Linked DNA regions of Sus scrofa: all the other regions are linked to region 3. A link is a contact called in public Hi-C and HiChIP or PLAC-seq data. All regions are on one chromosome and are shown on one strand. The core of a region is the stretch at or near the end of the contact, and the rest is flanking DNA. Distances in the headings are between cores, read along the strand shown.

Region 1 (3,790 bases), core at 291-2,790, 180 kb before region 3:
ACAAGGGTCAGATCCTGTGTTGCTGTGGCTGTGGTGTAGGCTGGCAGCTGTAGCTCCAATTGGACCCCTAGACTGGGAACCTCCATATGCTGCAGGTGCGACCCTGAAAGGCCAAAAAAAAAAAAAAATGAGCCTCTGATCAGGACTTGCAGGAGACCCCATAGTTTCAGGACCAGCTGTGAGAACTGAATGTGCGGGCAGACATGACAGTTCAGGAAGAGAAAAATATCAGATATGGAGTATTTAAGAGGGAAATTTGAGAAAGACGTGAGATAACACTGAGATTTATATTCTTAGGCAGGGTGAAGGGAAAATTTCAGAAGATACACTGAGGAGTTCCCATTGTGGCTCAGTGGGTTAAGGACCTGACATTGTCTCTGTGAGGATGGGGGTTCGACTCCTTGCCTTGCTGAGTTGGTTAAGGATCTGGCACTGTAGAAGCTGTGGCATAGGTCGCAAATGAGCCTCAAATCTGACCCATATGCTGCAGGTTCAGCCATAAAAAAAAAAAGGGGGAGAAAAAGAAAAGAAAATACATTGAATTTGTGGGGAGACAGTCCTGCCCTCAGTCCCAGCTCTGCTATTTGAGACCCCTGAGACCTTGGTCCCTCTGCTGCGGTTCCAGCTGTCGTATATCAGGTAACATACGTGAGGACACCTGGTACACAGCAAGTGCTACAGGTGTCAGCCGACATGAGCAGAGTATAGAGGTGTGTAAGTGTGTAAGGAGTGGACCTGAGGAAGGGTTTAGAGCTCACACTGAGGAGCTGTAAATGCAAAGGTACATTAGCACCACGCAGAAGGGAGCCTGATACCAGAAGAGGAAGCTGCCCTTCCCCACTGCAGACCACAGGGCACACCAAACACCTGCACAGGGTGTGGGAGAATCAGAGCGATGCTCACAGGGTGGGGTGCGGCGGGGGTGGGGGTGGGTTACCTTGCAGCAGGGGGCAGGATACAGGTTTGCAGGTGAAAGAGAAAATAAGACAGGAGAGGAACAAACTCGGCGTGAGTCAGTAAAGAAATAACGTAAGTTGCTTCTGGTCAGAAAGGACCAGTTTGGAGTTTTTCACCCAGATCTGTATAGCCCACTTTATGGATCTTTTTTAAATTTTGGCCGGACAAAGAAAAAAAAAAAAAAGACAGTGAGAAGTTGCAAGGGGATGGGGTCATTTGCCCAAGAATTCTTAGAGCAGGCGGATAAAGGCCACTTCTTTCCGGGAGAGTGTGAATGCAGCAGCAATGCCCCTGTTGGGAATTCATGTGGTTTTGCAGCCCAGCATCCTGTCTACCCTTTCCCAGGTAGTAGCTCACGGCAGCTGACAGGGCCAGTAGGGAGCTGTCCTATCCCACCTCCTATGGTTCTGGAGAGCTGTCAGTGCACATTCTGGCTCGCCCTTGGCTGGTCCAGGCCTGGCCAGTTCTAATGCTCCCTTCTCTCCTCCTTCCCTTCCCTCCCCATCTCATCTCTTCTGGCTCAGTCATTCCTTCTCCCAAGCTGATTCCTGCAGAACCGAGGAAAGCAGGTCTTTCCGCAAAGTCTGAACTGCTGGTGGACAGCTCCCCCTAGTGGAGAATGTCATCTAGGACACAAAAGGTAGCTAGGTAGGGAAGAGGAGGTAGATTTGGATGGGGTGAGAGAGAGAAAAAGAAAATGAGGGGCAAGGGAGAGGAGAAGAGAGAAAAAAGAGGTGTGTGTGAGAGAGAAACCCCCGGTAGAGAGAATACAAATCTTGCACCTGCACCTTCCCTGCTTCCCAGGTAATCCTGTCAGGAATTCTAGCCTCTCCAGGAGTTCCCGTCGTGGCTCAGCGGTAACCAACTCGACTAGTATCCATGAGGTTGCCGGTTCGATCCCTGGCCTTGCTCAGTGGGTTAAGGATCCGGTGTTGCCATGAGCTGTGGTGTCGGTCACAGATGGGGCTCGGATCTGGCATTGCTGTGGCTGTGGTGTAGGCTGGCAGTTGTAGCTCCAATTCGACCCCTAGTCTGGGAACTTCCATATGCCGCAGATATGGCTCTAAAAAAGCAAAAAAAGAAAAGGAAAAAAAAAAAAAAAAAAGAATTCTGGCCTCTCTTGAAAAACGCCTTCTAGAAACTGCCCTGAACCAGTCTTGATTGATTAAAGCCTTCCTAGAAGGGATTCGGTGGCCCAGCTGTCCTTATAGTCTGCCTTTTCCCCAAGCCAAGTATGAAGGTAGAGAAATTTCAACCAGAAGAGTGCATGGAATTGGGAAAAGAAGTCCCACACTTTCTTCTTGAGAAGGATGTGGAGGAGGGAGGAATGGAATTTGGGGTGAGTGCCTGAGAGTTTTATCAGCAGCCCAGGGCGTCCTCCCTTCCTTCACCCTGAACCCTTGGTTTCCTGAGTCCTGACCTACTTCTGTCTGCACTCCAGGCAGGTGGCCTGTGTTTTCACCCCTGACCCTCCCAGCCATGCTGCCCAGAGGGGTTGGTGAGAGGCTGCACCCATCTTTCCCCAGCCTGGGCACCTGAGCCCGCAGGGTGATGTTGGCCTGGACTGGGGGCTGCTTATCCTGGACCACCCAGCAGGCAAACTTGCTCTCATCCAGCCTGGCCTCTGCCTGCCAGTAGGTCCCATCTGGGTTTCTGGTGACCTGGGGGGACTCCATGGTCTGAACTTTGTGCCTGTTCTCCATCCAGGTGAGGAGCAGGTGAGAGGGATAGAAGCGGCTCAGGTGGCAGGTGAGATTCACTCTCCGATGTACCTGGATTTGCATCCCAGAGGGCTTGGTGGTGATCTTCAGGGTGGGGACAGCTGGACAAAGAAGCAGAAAGGAACATCTATTGAAATTATACCTGCCTGCTTGTCCCTTATGTCCACCTTTCCCAGGACCCCTCCCTAGAGCTCTCGCTCTTCAATCAGTTACCTGTTTTCAAAAAAGTTATATGTTTTCAAAAAATATATATATATATATACATATATATATATACACATATTTTTGGCTGCACCTGCAGCACACAGAAGTTCCCAGCCAGGGATCAAACCCATACCACAGAAGTGCCCGGAGCCATAGCAGTGACAATGCCAGATCCTTAACTGCTAGGCCACCAGGAAGCCCTGGAATAATTTTTTTTTGTATTCTCAATGTAAGGCAAATGGAGCTAAGTGTTAACATTCATTAAATAGGGGTAGCGGGGAGTTTCCATCATGGCTCAGGGGGTTAAGAGCCAGACATAGTGTCCATGAGGAGGTGGGGTTCGATCCCTGGCCTCGTTCAGTGGGTTAAGGATCTGGTGTTGCCACAAGCTGCGGCATATTTCGCAGATGCAGCTTGGATCTGGTGTTGCCACGGCTGTGCTGTAGGCCTGCAGCTGTAGCTCCAATTAGACCCCTAGCCCTGGAACTTCTATATGCTGCAGGTGCGACTGTAAAAAGAAAAATATATGTATATGGGTACGGATACATGAATATCTGCTATATTATTTCCTGTGTGTTTGAAACATTTCATATCATGAAATATTATTTTAAGAATTACAAAATACGATTTCCATGAGAACAGGGACTTAATTTTACTCATCCCTCTATCCCTAGCACCTAGAAGCCTGCCACGCAGTAGATATTCATGGATGCAAGAATTCACTTATGTTGAATAAATAATATGATTTAAAATTTAAAATAATGATATTAATAGAACAAAGATGTCTGGAATGGAAGCTTAGCCCAGACGATAAGAATAAAATCAAGCATCCATAAACAACTTATTGTGTGGCAGTAGCTGCTTTGTAAGAAATTGCTCATTTAATCCTCACACGAAACCTACAAGGT
Region 2 (4,061 bases), core at 900-3,399, 160 kb before region 3:
ATCCTTCAATAAAAGGAACTGGGTTCCTTGGAGAAACCCTGTTGATGTAATAAATGATGGAATACACAAATAGCCGAAGAATTCCAAATAATTTATTCTGCCCCTTTAAGGAAGTGGAGAACAACTCTCCATCTGGTTAAATGTGGGCTCTACAGAGGGACTTCCTTTCTCAGAAAACAGTATGGAAAGAGGGGGAAACAGTAACATTCCAGGGGAGAAACGTGGCAACACTACCTCAGCCGGGGGACTAAAGTTAACGTCATTAATGGTAGATGATGGCATGTGTGACGAACAACACTTCATCTCTGTGGTCTGCTTCTTCAGAAGCCCTAACTCCAGTCTAATGATGAGAAAAACACCTAACACCCAACTGGAGGAACATTCTACAGACCTCCAGACTGGCACACCTCAATATCGGAAAAGTCTTCAAAAAAAAAAAAAAAAAAAGTAAGGTAAGTCTGAGAAACTGTCACAGCCAAGAGGAACCTGAGTAGACATAATGATGAAATGTAATGTGGCATCCTGGATGGGCTCTTGAGACAGAAAAAGACATTAAGGAAAAGCCAATGAGATCTGCATAAAGAACAGAGTTGAGCTAATAATAATTTGAACTAATAATAATGTATCGATATTGGCTCTTTAGTTGACAAACATATTCCAGGAATACAAGATGCTAACAATAGGGGCAGTAGTGTGCAGGGGTCCAGGAACTCTGTACTATCCTTGCAACTTGTCTGTAAAGCTAACCATTATAAACTAAAAACACTATGGAAATATATTTCTGGGAGTTCCCGTTGTGGCGCAGTGGTTAATGAATCCAACTAGGAACCATGAGGTTGTGGGTTCGATCCCTGGCTTTGCTCAGTGGGTTAAGGATCTGGCGTTGCCGTGAGCCGTGGTGTAGGTCGCAGACGTGGCTCGGATCTGGTGTTGCCGGTGGCTACAGCTCTGATTAGACCCCTAGCCTGTGAACCTCCATATGCCACAGGTGTGGCTCTAGAAAAAGGCAAAAAGACCAAAAAAAAAAAAGAAAAAAAGAAATATATTTCTTAATGGCCACAATAATCCATGGCCCTTGCGTCATACCCTTTGCAACATGAATTTACAGCTCCTCCCTCAGAGAGGTGGTTTCCTTTTCCCCACCTCTTGAATCTAGCCTGTGACTTGCTTGGACTAACAGAACATGATGGAATGGGATACCAGTCATGGAGTTTCCAGACTGCATGTTGCTTGATAAGAGACATGGCCCAAGCACCCTTCTTACCCCAGCTGACAACCAGCCAACTGCTACACATGTGACTGAGCCCATTCTTCCTAGACCAGCCAGACCTCAGCAAGAGCCACCCTCCAATCCATTCACACAAGGAGCCAACACAAAATGAGCCCAGCCTGACCCAGATCAGCAGGGTTAGCAGTGATCCATCTGAACAGTAACAAAAGCCTTTTGTTGAAAAACTTGTGTTTGTTATACAGCAACAGCTAAGTGATTTACTCATATGCACAACAGTGTATGTACAAGGTTTTTGTTGTAACATCATGATTACAAAAGATTAGGAGCAATTTAAAGTCTTGTCAATAGAAGACTGATCAAATAATTATGAGATCCGGACAATGGAATATTATGCAGCTGTTCAAAAGAATGAGGCAGCTGTCCATGAATCAATATGGAACAAATCCCATGATACATTTTTAAGTGAAGCAGCAAGATGCAAAAGAGTATACAGAGGAAGCTACTAAACCTGTAAAATATTTGTGTTTGCATAGGCTTTCTGCAGGAGGAGATGTGAGAAACATGACAATGCCTGCCTCTAGGAAGGGGAACTGGGTGGCGGGGACCAAGAGTGGAAGGGAGACTTCCTCTTCACTCTACAGCCTTTTATCTTTTGAATCATGTAAATGTGTCATCTATTCAAAAATAAATAAAAGCAGAATGAAAAAAACTCCTGTGCCTTTCAAATTTGGTCTTTTATTCTCTATTCCCAAGATTCCTGAGAGATCCACCAGGACCACAAATAGCAGTGAGAGGACCAGGCTGTATTTTCTCCCTCCCTCTTTCAGACAGCCTCCACCACATGCGAAGAGAAGCTTGTTTTTCTGGTTCCCTTGTCTGTCAGCTTCACGGACCTGCATAACCCCGCCGGCCACTAGAGGGCAACCTGAGGCTTCCTTCCTGGTAGGGAGCTGCGGAGGGGTTAGGGGCTGCTCTGAATAGCCGGCTGGCGCCTACCCAGCCAAGGCTTTCTGTATTACATTTAAAAAATAATAACAACAACAATAATAAATGGTTTCGGCTTGGGAGAGAGACATGCAGAACAGGCTCAGGATCGGCCAGCCATTACCCTTCCGGTTCCCATGGTAATGCGTGCGTCTTAAGGGCTGGGGGTGGGGGCAGAGAGCCCATAGAAAGAGAGATGACCCTAAAGCTCCTTGCTGCGCACCGCCATCCGACTTTATAAAACCCCTTGGGGAACTCACCCTTTAGGCTGCTGAAGACTAAACCCTCAGGAGATCTGGAGGGTTTGCCTTGCGACCTTGAAAAAGCCCCTTCCTACCTTGAACCTGTTCCACATTTGTACACTGTAAAAAGTGACTATACTAGTGAATCAAGCAATTTGTGGCAATGACTGAACGGATCACCCTATTGACTATTCCATCCCCATTTTACAGATGAGGAAGCTGTGGCCTCAAGAGGGTAACTTGCTCTGGCTGCACAGCCGGCGGTCCGGTAGGGTTTGGAGGCAGGTTTCCCTGCCTCCCGAACCCCTGCTCTGACCGCTTAACTTATCCTGTCCCCAAGGGAGGTTGGGAGGGATTTCAAAAGAGGTAGCTGAGAAACAGCATCGGAAAGGGACACGGGAGCCCATATGCACCAAGCCCCTCCTGCGCGCTGCGGTCCGCTGCAGGCGGCTGCGTAGGCCCGGTACCTACAAGCTCTCGCCCCGTCTGACGGGCGAGGAGAGGCCGCGCATGGCCGCGGAGGAGCTGGCCGGGGCAGAGACCTAGAGGCGGAGACCTGGGGACTAGAACCCGCCGGTCCCTGCGCCTCCGCAGAAGTGCAGCTCAGAGGCAGGAGCTTGTCCGGCAGCCCGGGGGAGGGGGCGGACTGCGGGGGCGCTGGAGCGCACAGGGCACCTCCAAACCGGCCATCTCAGCAAACGAAGTTACTGTTTTCAAGAAGATGCCTTTGTTCCAACCGGGGTGAGAAGACTGAATACTGAACCGCAGCTGACGCAGGATGCAGGCGGCTTTTCCGCGATCGCTTCTGTCTGGCCTTGAAAGACAAACGCGCTGGGAGGCAGAACGCCTGCGACACGGAAACTCGCAGCTGGCAGCATCTCTGTGCCCGCCTGCAAAAGAGGGGCGCAGAGAGTGCCCGACAGCGCAGCGGGTTGGTTCCTTCAGCCTCGCTCGCTCGCAGCCCTCCACCCCTGCCTCGGCCTCCCCATCTGCACCGGGAGACGGGAGACGTTGCAGAAGGGCTGGGCCCTTTGCCGGCTCCTTGCTGGAATCTGTTTATCCAGACACAAGTGGGACGTTTGCCTTTCAGAGAGAGAAGGGAGGCAATAAAAAACTAAAGGAACAAACAGACAGGATAATTTCAAATAACAAGTGTTAATTTAATGGCAAACACAAATACACTGCTAGTGCCAGGCTTCTGTTCCAAATACTCTAAATAAATGTGCTTGCTTGCAGGATCTCACAGCAGATCCACGAGGCAGATTAATTATCTCCCCCTTTCCTGGATGGGAAAATGGAGGTTGAATCAACTCTTCAAGAAAAATGAGAAATTGAATAATATATTCATGGCAAAACAGGCTCAACAATTTACTCGAGTGTCCAGTATTGCTGGAGACCAGCTCTGGATTCAGGCTCTGAGGGTGACTCCACCTACCACTTCTCGCTGTGCCAGGAAGGACGCAAAATAGTGACATTATAAAGAGAGCACTGGGCTGGTGGAGAGCTGTTCCCAAAAATGTGTCAGCAAACATCTCTATGTCACGAGGCGACTAAGCTGAGGCCTGAAAGAGAGGACCCAGGCTTGCAAAGAGCTGGGCGCTCCA
Region 3 (4,032 bases), core at 1,337-3,836:
TTACCATGTCAGGGATCAAACCTGGACCTCCTCAGTGACCTGAGCCACTGTAGTCAGATTCTTAACCCATTTTGTCACAGCAGGAAGTCCAAAAAGCCAAAAGTCTTAAGAGTTAATACCTAGGAGAGCAGTAAGTGCAATTCCAGGCAGTTGGACCCAATCTTCCTTTCCCTCCGTTCATCTCCAAGTGCCATTCACACTTGCAGGCTGCCTGCTCTGTCTCCAAGCACGTGCAGGTGTTATTCCCTCTGTCCTAAATTACTACTTTCTCCAGGATTTTCCACCCCCCAGGCGATTTAGGATTCCCTCTGTGCTCTGCCATTGCCTGGTCATAGTGACGTTTTGGGCTTTCTTCGTATTCACCGCCACTGGATGAAACTGAGCTTTATCTACTTCTTGATTTTCAGGTCAACATGAGGCCTTAAAGGATGGAGGTAGATGGAGGCATGGATGAATGGAAGGAGGAACTGAGGAAAGAATGGCTGGTGGAATCCACGGATGAAAAAGTAGACAGGGAGTTCCCGTCATGGCGCAGTGGTTAACGAATCCAACTAGGAACCATGAGGTTGCGGGTTCGGTCCCTGCCCTTGCTCAGTGGGTTAGCGATCCGGCGTTGCCGTGAGCTGTGGTGTAGGTTGCAGACGCGGCTCGGATCCCTCGTTGCTGTGGCTCTGGCGTAGGCTGGTGGCTACAGCTCCGATTCAACCCCTAGCCTGGGAACCTCCATATGCCGTGGGAGCGGCCCTAGAAATGGCAAAAAGACAAAAAAAAAAAAAAAAAAAGTAGACGGATGGATGAATGGAGATATGGATGGAGAATGGATAAATGGTTATGTGAAGCATAGGTGGAGCAACAGATGGAGAGATGGAGAGATATACCGTTAAGTGAATGTATGAATTAGTGAAGAGATAAGTAAACAAGTGAATGATCAATGGAATAAGAGAAAGAGCAAATAATGAGCAGGCAAATAAATAAGTGAATAATCATAAAAAATGAATGAGCAAGTGAATTGATGTGGGAGTGGGTCAATGAATAAGTAAATGAGGAAATAAGTGAGGGGATTAATGAATAAATAAATAAATAAGTAAACCGTTTGCATGAATAAAATAAAAAAGAAGATAAGTGAATGAGTGATGAACAAAAATGGTGAATACGGGAATGCCAAGGATAATCTGGACCACCCAAGCAGTCATAGCTTGGCACTGTGTCCGGTGCATAGTAGGTACTCAATAAACATCTGTCAAATAAACTAATGAACAAATGAATGTTGGTAGACCAGTTGACCCAGTGCTGTGGCAAGCACTGAGGCTGATTTAAAAGACTTGGATTCTGATCCCAATTCTTTGGTTTTCAGTTATGTCACTTTGAATTCATCCCTTTCCTTCTTTAAGCCTTGTCTCCTCATCTCTAAAATGATTATCTTCATGTGTCAAGGCTATTTTAAAAATCCAATAATAAGAGTTACCCAGAGTTCCCACTGTGGCACAATGGGATCAGCGGCATCACTGAAGCACTCAGATGCAAGTTTGGTCCCCGGCCCGGCACAGTGGGTTAAGAATCTGGTGTTGCTGTAGCTGTGGCATAGGTAGCAACCAGCAACTGCTGCTGGGATCTGAACCCTGGCCTGGGAACTCCATATGCTTCAAGGCAGTCAATAATAATAATAATAGTAATAATAATAGTAATAATAATAGGAGTTCTTATTGTGGCTCAGCTGTAATGATCCTGACTAGTATCCATGATAATGCGGGTCTGATTCCTGGCCTCCCTCAGTGGGTTAAGGAACCCACGTGGCTGTGGGCTTCAGGGTAGGTCACAGACTCAGCTTGGATCTGGCATTGCTGTGGCTGTGTGTGCTGTATCAATTAGCCTGGGAACATCCATATGCTATAGGCATGGCCCTAAAAAAACAAAGAAAAAAAATAATGATAATAATAATTATAATAATAGCCACCTGGCAATAATAAGGGCTTAACAAAGGTTAAGTAACTCTAGTCCCCCCACTCTCTTTGTACTACTTGAAATATCCACTGGATGTATATATGTGTGTATATATATATATATATATATATATATATATACAATTTTTTTTTCAGATCCTTAACCACTAGGCCACAAGGGAACTCCTACTGGATATATTTTTTTAATACTACAAAGCCCCTGCTATGTCTCCTCTCTCAGAGAAGCACATTTCCTCACTTATACATCTGAGCAGGTGAATTTAACCCATAGCACCTTCCAGGATTCTGGTCTGTACTCATGAAATGTTCATCCACTCAGCCATTTCAATCTCAGTTGAGAGCCCTCGGCATTTACAGTTTATTATTGTTGCTTTTATCATCATCATTATTATCTAAAATTTCCCCCCAGAGCCCCAAGCAGGGATAGGTGGACAAAATAAATTGGGGCTGTTTTTATCTTACTTTAAATTTTGGGTGGAGAAAAGACGGAATGGGCGGAGAAAGAAAAGTGCTTTGTTCTCGAGTGAGGCTTAAATTTCTGAAACCACTTGCCCAAGCTCACTTTCCACCAGTGCAGAAGAGAGCTGTGGCCAGACATTTCCTTTTCTTTGCAGTGAGGAAATTGCTTAATCATTTACAGCCAAAGAGAAAAGACAGCACGGAAGAACAGCCTCCTTTAATAGGAAGCATAGAGACCTCTTGTCTTAATGCTAACGGCCGCCCATTTACATCAAATAAGCCCTTGAGTTCCAGTTTTAAATCCTCATTTTCTTCTTGTCTCCTGGAGTTTGAACCACAAGACCACCTGCATGGTGGAAAAACCACCCTCAACATGTATTGTTCTGTCTCACCACGAGGGGGCGCTCCCAGATCAGACACAGGTGGCTGCTGGCCACCTGCCTTGGGGCTGCCACCTCCTGTGGATGCAGTATCTTTGCAGACCTACAGGAAGAGGGGGCCAAGAGTTCCTGCCCCCTTAAGGTCTCGGCGAAGAGCAGATACAGCTTTGAAGGCTAGAGCAAGGTCACTTACAAAGGAACCAGATGTCCCCTGAAATTTTTCTGGATCACTGAGAAAGATACTGGGTCTCTGAGGAGCGTTGGGAACTAAATTGAGGGCCTACTATGTGCCTGGGCTTTCCATAACTCAAGTCATTCACTCCACAAACACTGAGGGCCTTTGGTGGTGGCTCTCCAGTATGGGAAGAAGCTGAGGGTCAAGGTGGAAACTTGAACGTGAGGTGAATTTCATTGGCAGCTAGTATCACTTTCCACATAGAGGTGGAAAGAAAGTGGCCTTGTCGGTGGACTTGCTGCAGCCTGACCTCAAGTAAGCTCTGGAGCACGAATCGCACCCATGCAAGGTCTTTTGCACCCCAGGCCAGGGTGGGGAAAGGCAGAGTTGCTGGGGAGAGGGCAGTTTTCTGGAGAAGAGGGCGGTGGTGGTGAGAGCCTAGACGGAAAGCAATGGGGGAGGGGAGGGGTGCCACAGCCAGAAATGGAATCTGGGTGTGGCTCCCACAGCATTGACTACAAAAGCCAGTGATGATTGTTTTCGGATAATTTTTATGTCCGGATTATTATTATTTCAGATTATTATCTGCCCAGGCACAAGGCAGAGATGGCTCTCAGAGATGCCCTCTCTTCCACAGCTCCTCTGAGGGTCTTGGTATCAGCCTGTCTCTCAAGACCTTTTTCCTAAAGGAGAACCTTCCATGAAGACCAATGTATCAACTTAGGAGGCTGAGATGGGTGAGATGGGACAGCGGTGACCTGCCAGGAATGCCTGCAACCTCCTTGGGCCCTCTGAGCTCACACATCTGTGCTGACCTGCAGGCCATTCATTCTTGATGCCTTTTTTCCTTGCCCTTCCCTCATCCAGTCAGGTGCCATGTCCTGCCACTTCTGTCCCCTTAAATGCTCCCCGCCCAGCTGGCATCACTAGGGAGACAGCAGGGACCCACAACCCCCCAGCTTAACTCCCGAGTGAGCGTGGGATTGTCAGTATCAGGAGTATTTTTGTATACAGTAAAGGTTCCCTGCGAGTAGGTGTTACTTAATTAATATTCAGT

What was found. A called contact is a pair of places that touch in the nucleus more often than the background predicts. HiChIP or PLAC-seq counts read pairs in DNA pulled down with a chosen protein or histone mark.
Region 1: an H3K27ac HiChIP or PLAC-seq map of alveolar macrophages shows a contact between it and region 3. The contact joins two enhancer-like sites. A contact is called at or near these places in 5 of 47 Hi-C or Micro-C datasets (embryonic fibroblasts, fetal heart ventricle, heart right ventricle and 2 more) and 1 of 2 datasets of contacts at active chromatin or transcription factors (alveolar macrophages).
Region 2: a Hi-C map of alveolar macrophages shows a contact between it and region 3, with 2.9 times the contacts expected there. The contact joins two enhancer-like sites. A contact is called at or near these places in 7 of 47 Hi-C or Micro-C datasets (alveolar macrophages, embryonic fibroblasts, fetal heart ventricle and 3 more).

The regions. Positions count from the first base shown.
Region 1 is chr17:33,717,556-33,721,345 of Sscrofa11.1, reverse strand. No RefSeq gene overlaps it. Among named protein-coding and RNA genes, the nearest start is that of SIRPA, 110 kb to the right of the region's middle. Within about 2 kb of position 1,540, at least 3 of the 83 cell types and tissues checked have an H3K27ac peak or open chromatin away from gene starts, as enhancers often do. A contact at or near this core is called in alveolar macrophages, where this site is marked.
Region 2 is chr17:33,698,604-33,702,664 of Sscrofa11.1, reverse strand. No RefSeq gene overlaps it. Among named protein-coding and RNA genes, the nearest start is that of SIRPA, 90 kb to the right of the region's middle. Within about 2 kb of position 2,149, at least 15 of the 83 cell types and tissues checked have an H3K27ac peak or open chromatin away from gene starts, as enhancers often do. A contact at or near this core is called in alveolar macrophages, where this site is marked.
Region 3 is chr17:33,534,740-33,538,771 of Sscrofa11.1, reverse strand. No RefSeq gene overlaps it. Among named protein-coding and RNA genes, the nearest start is that of PDYN, 20 kb to the right of the region's middle. Within about 2 kb of position 2,586, at least 3 of the 83 cell types and tissues checked have an H3K27ac peak or open chromatin away from gene starts, as enhancers often do. A contact at or near this core is called in alveolar macrophages, where this site is marked.